Regions from separate parts of the Mus musculus genome. Here region 2 is linked to region 1. A link is a contact called in public promoter capture Hi-C data. All regions are on one chromosome and are shown on one strand. The core of a region is the stretch at or near the end of the contact, and the rest is flanking DNA. Distances in the headings are between cores, read along the strand shown. Region 1 overlaps Mad1l1 (MAD1 mitotic arrest deficient 1-like 1). Region 2 overlaps Snx8 (sorting nexin 8).

What was found. Capture Hi-C pulls out chosen DNA fragments and counts their contacts.
Region 2: a contact with region 1 is called in a promoter capture Hi-C map of pancreatic islet. The contact joins two enhancer-like sites. A contact is called at or near these places in 1 of 39 promoter capture datasets (stem cell-derived epiblast-like cells) and 2 of 9 other capture datasets (liver and pancreatic islet).

What each region holds. Positions count from the first base shown.
Region 1 is chr5:140,202,888-140,206,928 of GRCm38.p6, reverse strand. The region is part of intron 10 of Mad1l1 (MAD1 mitotic arrest deficient 1-like 1); the gene reads left to right. Among named protein-coding and RNA genes, the nearest start is that of Gm16120, 3.1 kb to the left of the region's middle. Within about 2 kb of position 2,263, at least 23 of the 459 cell types and tissues checked have an H3K27ac peak or open chromatin away from gene starts, as enhancers often do. A contact at or near this core is called in pancreatic islet, where this site is marked.
Region 2 is chr5:140,354,717-140,358,757 of GRCm38.p6, reverse strand. It overlaps Snx8 (sorting nexin 8), which reads left to right. Exons shown (of 11, transcript NM_172277.3): 3 at 584-701; 4 at 2,677-2,798. Among named protein-coding and RNA genes, the nearest start is that of Mrm2, 25 kb to the right of the region's middle. Within about 2 kb of position 1,732, at least 5 of the 459 cell types and tissues checked have an H3K27ac peak or open chromatin away from gene starts, as enhancers often do. A contact at or near this core is called in pancreatic islet, where this site is marked.

The DNA.
Region 1 (4,041 bases), core at 1,014-3,513:
CAAGGAAGTTGCCTCACCCAACTAGTTATTGACTTTGGGCTTCAGGCCAAGGACAGGGAAATCAATGGGAGAATAAACACTAGAATGGGTTTTATTAATCAGGCGCCACCGAGGCAGGTGCAGGGATGATACTGGAGCCCAGGGGTCGATTGGCAGCATGTCTGGTGTGGGCGCTCAGGCCATGCTGACTAGCAGGCCGCTATCGACCACGCTACACCAGGAACCTCAGCATCAGAACTGCTAATTGGACTGCCTGGTGATTCCAAAGAGAGAGGGAGACATTGCTGAGATTACTCTGTTTTATCTCCTAAATGCTCGTCCGACTTGACTCAGTCTCAATTAAGCTCACATCCAGCTCTGCCCCTCAGGGCTCTTCTCTCCTGTAGTGAGACCTGTGTCCCTTTACTTGTCCTTAGACATGGCCATGGAGGTGTAGCCTCAGTTCTATGCTTTGAATGACCTCCAGTAGCTAAAGTCACTTTAGTGTTGACAGGCACTCCAGTCTGGCTCTCCTGGACACTCTCACCTCCTATGTTATGCATATATACACTGATGTGCTCAGTAGGTACTCACTCATTCATACATATTCTTATACATACTAGCCCATGACCTATCTCCTTCCTCCTTTATACATTGACATTTACAGTTTTCTGTCAGTATACTAAAGTAACCGAGGCAGCTAACTATATTACAAAGTTTATTTGGCTCAGTTCTGGAGATTGCAACACATAATTGGCAGCTCCATGGCTTTGAGTCTCTGGTGATGGCATGTGTCATTGGGTGAAGCAAGACCATTTATGCCACAAGCCAGAAAGTAGAGAGAGAAAGAGAGAGAGAGAGCAGAGTGTTAAAATCCCCTGTGACTGTGTGTTCCTTAGAGATCTCCTGACGCTTACCAGGCTACTTCCTAAAGGACTGTCCATACTGCTCATGACCCAGGACAACCCATGTGTCCTTGATGACAGGCCATTTCTCGGCCATGGCAGGATTCAGTGCTTCCTCACCTTCCCATGGATGTCCTGTGTTGAGCGACTCAGTGAGTGTGATCTCCTAGGGCTTCCCGTGGTAACTGGAGGGGTGCTCCAAGGAGGGAGGGAATGAAGAAGGGGGTCCAACAGTGCCTGCATAGGAACAGTCTAGCCAGCCTCCCTTCCCGGCTGCTGTTCTGTCACTCATGATAGCTCCAGTCATCTCTAAACTTCTGGTCTCTCTCTCTCTCTCCTTCCCTCTCAGACTGAGGTTTCTCCCATCCCCTCGCATCTAATTTCTAAGAGTCTAAGCCCAGAGAAGAAGCTAGGTTGTATTTCAGAAGTATTTGGATGGGAGAGAGTATGGGAGTCAGCCTGAGAGTGATGTCCCTCTGAAAGTACTATGACCCAGTGAGCATCTCTGTGTCTGTCACTGGAACATGGGATGAAGACACTGCCCTCCTTAGGAGGGTGCTGCTCCTCCATGTGCTTACACTTTTGACTGATGCAGTGCTTCTCCGTGTAGCCCTGCCTGCCTTAGAACTCTCTGTGTAGAGGAGTTTGGCTGGCCCCAGTCTCACAGAGATCTGCCTGCTTCTGTCTCCCCAGGGCTGCATTAAAGATGTGCACCACCACCACCACCACCACCACCACCACCACCACCACCACCACCATCACCACCACCACCACCACCACCACCACCACCACCACCATCACCACCACCACCACCTGGCATGCTGGTTTTCTTATAAGGACATAGGGGGATTGAGGGTGATCTATCACAGCTGTCTGTCTTACCTTTATTTCTATCATTCATCTATGTACCTGTGTACCTATTATTTATGTTTCTGTCATGTATCCATCTGCTTATATATGATCTACTTCTCTCTATATATTTTTGCAGTGCTGGGGATAGTCTCAGAGCCTGTGTATGCCAGACTGCATCGAGGTGTGCTGCACCCCCAGTCTGCAGTGGATATTTTGCTTGGTTAGAATTCTTGCATATGAAGGAACTGTAATGGGGTCAGGCCAGCAGAACTTCTGATGGTGTTAGTGCATACCGGCTAGCCAAGCAGGAATGAGTTGGGTCATCAGTGGGTCAGTGTGTGAATGTATCTGTGTTTTATTCTCTTACTTGAGTTTCAAAAGAGAACTTTTCATGTAGGCTGGTGGTCAGTAGCCCTTCTCTGTGAAGGGCATGGAAGGTAAATGTGTTTGCTTGTCAGCCCACACATGTGCCATTAGAAAACAACCACAGAACAGTCAGTGCTGGGTTTGGCTGTGGTCCACCAGACTGTTTGCAAAGGGAGGGAAGGCTGTTTGCTGACGTTTAGGCTATAGGGAAGAGCAGGGGTTTTGGCTGAGATCTGGCCTAGCTCTGCCACAGTTGTGACTCTCCTAAGGGTCACGGTACCCAACTCTTATTCTCCATACATGTTAAGGCTAAAGTGACACGTGTTAGAGTGCCCCTTGTCACCTGACACACAGCTGTGTCAGCAATAGCTTCCTCACCTGCCTTTTAAAATATTGTTTTATTTTATTTTAATTACTTGTCTCTGTGGGTGTATAAGTGATGAATAAGTACAGGTGCCCATGGAGGCTAGAGGATAGTAGTGGAGAGCAGTGAAGGCCAGAGGGGGGCAGCGGAGGCCAGAGGGGGGCAGTGGAGGCCAGAGGAGGGCAGTGGAGGCCAGGAGAGGGCAGCGGAGGCCAGAGAAGGGCAGTGGAGGCCAGAGGAGGGCAGTGGAGGGCAGAGGAGGGCAGCGGAGGCCAGAGGAGGCCAGAGGAGGGCAGCGGAGGCCAGGGGAGGGCAGCGGAGGCCAGAGGAGAGCATGGAGGCCAGAGGAGAGAAGAGGAGGGCAGTGGAGGGCAGTGGAGGGCAGGGGAGACAGTGAGTGTGTCTTCTGGAAAGTTACAGGTAGCTGTGAGCAGTCTATCAGGGAACTTTAGGTTAACCCCTGCTTAGCCATTTCTAACATCTGTTCTTTTATATAGCCTGTTTCAGTGCCATAGAGAGTACCATTGACCTTTGAGTAAATAGCCAAGAGCTGTGCTTTGTAGCCATATCTTCTGTCTGAATTATCTGTTTACACCTTTTATCCCAAAAGTTGGGTGGAGGGCTTGCAAGGGGAGCTCTGCAAGGCTTGGATGGGTGATCTGCCCTCTGGTGTCTACATCTTCAGCAGAGACTCAGTGAGCGGCCTGTGGTAACCCATCAGTCAAATTGGATTATTCTTTATGGTTGGGGAGCAAATTGAAATTGTGAGAGGTGATTTTCCTTCTCACATTTCAAGGCCAGATAAGAATATTTACTTGTGGCCTCTGTGTATCTGGAAATGCAAATTGAATTTGGTGATTGGAATTGATGTGATGTGAGGAACGGCACTCATCAGAGTCAGTGTATGCCCAATGACTAGAGACCAGAAGGCTTCCTCACCAACCTCCTCAGCTGGGCCTTTGGTTGGTAACTTTTTAATCTCTGCTTTCCCTATTCTCTGGTTGTCTATACAGTTTGGCAGTTCTTTTGATTTTGGGATGTGTGTGCATGTGTGAGTGGGCACCAGAAAAATGTGCAATAATAATTGTAGGTTTTAAGAAATGGAATTGATGGTAGAAATACAGACAGCTATGTGCAATGCTGAGCTCTTAACAAGGGTGCTGGGGAAATGGGCTCCTTCTGAGTTTGTATCAGGCTGCCCCACTGCAGGACCCAGTGCACAGCTGCCACTTGCCTCCTCCTGTATTTGGGATCCTTACCTCTCCTACAGATTCCAGAACTACCTCATGGCTCAGGCTAGACATACCGACATAACCTCCTGAGGTTTGCTCCACATCTGACTGCCCTTAGGGTCCATTGCAAACCTCCTAAGGGTGTGCCAGGAGCATCCTTTCACCAGCAGAGCCTTGCCCTTTGGTAAGGACACGGGGACAGTGTGGAGCATCCTAGCTCTGCCTGCAGACTCAGTAATATAGGTATGGCCACCTCGCCTTGATGCTGGTAGCACTTGTGAGTGCTATGTGCTCAGTGCTGGTGCCTTTGCTGTCTGTGGTGGAAGTTGTTTAGAAATTAAAT
Region 2 (4,041 bases), core at 483-2,982, 150 kb before region 1:
TTATACCCGTCCAAACAGTGAAGAAGTCTCATCATGACAGAGAGCTATGCAAACATTATAATTTGTATTTCTATGTAGAATTCTAGAGCCTTTTTGTTTTGTTTTGTTTTGTTTTTTGTTTTGTTTTTTTGAGACAGGGTTTCTCTGTGTAGCCCTGGCTGTCCTGGAACTCACTTTGTAGACCAGGCTGGCCTTGAACTCAGAAATCCCCCTGCCTCTGCCTCCCAAGTGCTGGGATTAAAGGCGTGCTCATAGAGCTTTTACTTTTGGGAAAAACTTGGGGAGAGAGGGAGAGGAATTTGGTAACATTACTACGGTGAATCCTATTGCATGGTGGGAGAAGGCAAAAGGCGAGAGAGTTGAACTTAAAAGTCAGCTCGAGGTACAGTGTAAGTTTAAGATCAGCCTGGGCAGTTTAGTTGGATCAGATCTCAAAAAGTAAAAAGAGGGCTGGGGGTGTGGCTCAGTGGTAGAGCCCCTACCTAGAGTCCCCCAGGGAGGGGCTGGGGCGTGGCTCAGTGGCAGTGTAGAGGATTTGTGTAGTTGCTGATGTCCTGCCTGCTATGCCCCTTTTGTTTTATAGCGCTTCAAGTCCTCCGTGTACAGACGCTACAATGACTTCGTGGTCTTCCATGAAGTGCTGCTTCACAAGTTCCCGTACCGCATGGTTCCAGCTCTTCCGCCCAAGAGAGTGCTGGGAGGTAAGGCAGGGTTCAGGGAGGCCCGGCACAGTGAAAGCAAGCTGCACTCCTGGTTGCCAGGTGGGCCCGTTGTAGCCCAGGCTGCTGCAGCTTGTGGTCTCAGAGGGGCTCATGTACATGGTCCTGCTGGGGTCGGAGCTCTGGCTTAGCCCTGCCATGGTAGAGGAGGGTGGCCAGACTCAGGTGCCTTCTGACCCCAGTGTTGCCCCTGCTGGGTGCTTTGGGCTATGCTTGGGATTACTAGGATCAGGCCAGCCATCACAGGATCTTTCTTATCAACTACAAATGACCCCAGAACCCCAATGAAACTTGATCAACTGTGTTGCTGTAACAAAACATCAGACAAAAGCGGCTAAGGAAGGAAGGTGCAGCTGTCATGGGGAAGGCAGGGCTACAGGAGTGGTCTGAGGCAGCTGCTGACATTGCATCCACAGTCAGGAGGAGAGAGAAGAGCTCAGCTCTTTTTCTGCTTTCTTCCTTGCTGGACCTCAGACCGAGGAGTGGAGCTGGCCACCTTTAGGGTGTGTCTTCCTACTTCAGTTAATCGAATCTAGAAACTCACTCACAAACATCCCCAGGACTGGAGATTCTAGATCTTATGAAGTTGACAATCGGTATAACCCATTAAGTGGGCAGCCTAATTAATCCTGGTGGCGTCATGAGTTCCAGACCAGTCTAGCCTACATCAGACAAGGTGCAGAGCCCGCCAGCTCACTTTCCTGGTGTCCCCAACCTTCTAGTGCAAGTGAACATGCACAGTGGGGGAGCTTGGTTGGGCTTTAAGTAGAGATACAGCTGCCTACCGTCCTGAAGCTCCTCACTGTGGCTATAGACGCGACACGGTTCCATCCTACTTCCGCTGGGCGGCTCAGCTGCTGATGACTGCCCCTGGGACAGCTCTGCTCCCCACTGACAAGGAATGTTGCACGCAGTGGGAATTGGAAGATAAACTATTAGGAAGGGACCGTTGTCTGCATCCAAGCTGGCTCTTGGCTAATAAGTCCAGTCAAGGCTAATAAGCACCTGGACGTTTGGCAAACACTGTCACCTGCCTCAGCATTTCTGAGAGCCCAGAAGTCTATGACACCTGGAGGGTTGAGTGGGGTGGGGATTACTGTATTTTTCTTTTTTGCTTTGTTTGAGACAGGCAGCCCTGGCTACCCGAGAACTTGCTATTTATTTAGACCAGGCTGGTCTCTACCCCCTGAGTGTTAGGATTAAAAGCATGCACTACCAGACTTGACTTTTAGTGTTTGTGTGACAGGGTCTCACTCTCTGATAAGCCTGGAGCTCACCGAGATTGCAGCCTTCCTGCTTCAGCCTCCCAAGTGCTGAAATTAAAGGCCTGTGCCACTAGGCCTGGCCGGCTAACAATAAGCTTAGTTACCAGCGGTGAGCACTGGGAGGTTGAGTTGCATTATCAGCACATTGAAGCTGCGTGTTTGGAGCTGGAGAGATGGCTCAGCGGTTAAGAGCACTGACTGCTCTTCCAAAGATCCTGAGTTCAATTCCTAGCAACCACATGGTAGCTCACAACTATCTCTAATGGGATCTGATGCCCTCTTCTGGTGTGTTTGAGGACAGCTACAGTGTGCTCAAATACATTAAACAAATAAAAACTATGTGTTTATAGCAAGGTGTTTTAGCCATGTCCTCCTAAGTTGCCTTTCTTGTAGAGGGCTGTGTAGATTTTACTGGTTCCCAATTGCTTTTTGTTTAGGGTGGGGGTCTTACTTTGTGGTCAGTCTGGCTTCAGATACTCTGTAACTCAGGCTGTACTCCAGCTAGCAGATGTTTGTCACCATGCCTAACCTCCCAATGTTTTCCATCAACACTGATAGACCTGGCCATTCCTCCACCCATGCATGTTTGGGAGCTCTGTTGCCCCCTTGTGTTCTTAGCCTCTTAGCTGCTTGGAAGCCTGCTCTGAGTGGGGGCTCGGCTGCCTGCGTGGTGACCCTGTACTGTCCTCCAGCCGACAGGGAGTTCATCGAGGGCCGCCGGAGGGCCCTGAAGCGCTTCATCAACCTGGTGGCCCGGCACCCACCCTTCTCTGAGGACGTGCTCCTTAAACTCTTCCTCTCCTTCAGTGGCTCGGTAAGTGTGTCCCTTGGTCCCGACCTGGGTGGAATCCTGGGGCCTGAAACTCTTGCTGAATTCCTTTCTTTATACACTCAGGCTGGCCCAGTTTGAGCTCATACTAGAGACAGTCCTCCTAACTTAGCCTCTCAAGTGCTGGGAGCCCAGACCTAGGTTTTATTCCCTGACCCTGGGATTCTTCTCCTGTCTCTTGTCTCTTGTTTGAATGTCCAGAGTGGATTTGTTTGTGATTGACAAAGCAAGACGTTCACAGGCTGGGCATCATTTTAAAGAGGCCTCCTTGTGTGACCTGGAGGCTTTGTGTACCTCTGTCTGTAAGTCCACGGGAGATGAAAGCTTTTCTTTCATGGGGTTATGGTGGAGTTCAGAGCGTGACAGTGTGTGTGCCTGTGTTAGGAATCCGCACCTTGTCCTCTCTAGACAGCACTGTGAACAGGGGCCAGCCCAAGGGTTCTTAATTGTATGTGGAAGTTCCCACAACTCTTCTTGGCAAGCAGGGTCTGTGGTGGGTGGGTAGGAAGGGAGGGGAGCCTCTGTTTGAATGGGCACTTGGGGCTTTCCGAGCCTTACTCAGTTGCAGGGCAGGGGACGTGGGGCAGTCAGGAGTCAGCACAGTTTGTTTTGTATGCTTGTGTGTGGGGGCCGTGTGTACCTGAGTGCTTGTGTCAGTGTGTAAGTACTGAGACTAGAGTTGGATGTTAGGTGTCCTGCTTATCCCTCTTCACTGTACTCTGTAGAGACAGGGTCTTTCACTTGGAGTCAGGCTGGCAGCCAGCAAGTCCCAGCCATCCTTCTGCCCCTACTTCCCACAGCACTAGAGTTACAGGTACCTGTGGCCATGCACAGCCTTTTACATGGGCTGGGGTGTCGAACTCATACTCTCAAGTTTTAGCAGCAAATACTCTTATCCACTGAGACATCTCCCTAACCCAGCCTAGTGTTTGTGCTTGATTTTACTTCCCCAAGGACAGCTGGCCTCTTTGGAAGGTCTCAGGCTTTCAATAGGTCACACACACACCCTTAACTTTCCACCCCCAGTGGAAACAGCCTTGTTTCTTTTCTTTTTGTGGTGCTGTCTTTGCACCTTGAACCTCATGCATGGTAGGTGCCTATCTGCTCCCTAGTGAGACTTTCTTAACCCTGGTGTGGCCTTCAAGCCTGGGGTGCAATGGTGCTGAATTCCTGCTCCAGAGGAGGGTGGAACCAGGAAGTTACCTCTACTCCAGGCCGAGAACTAGGA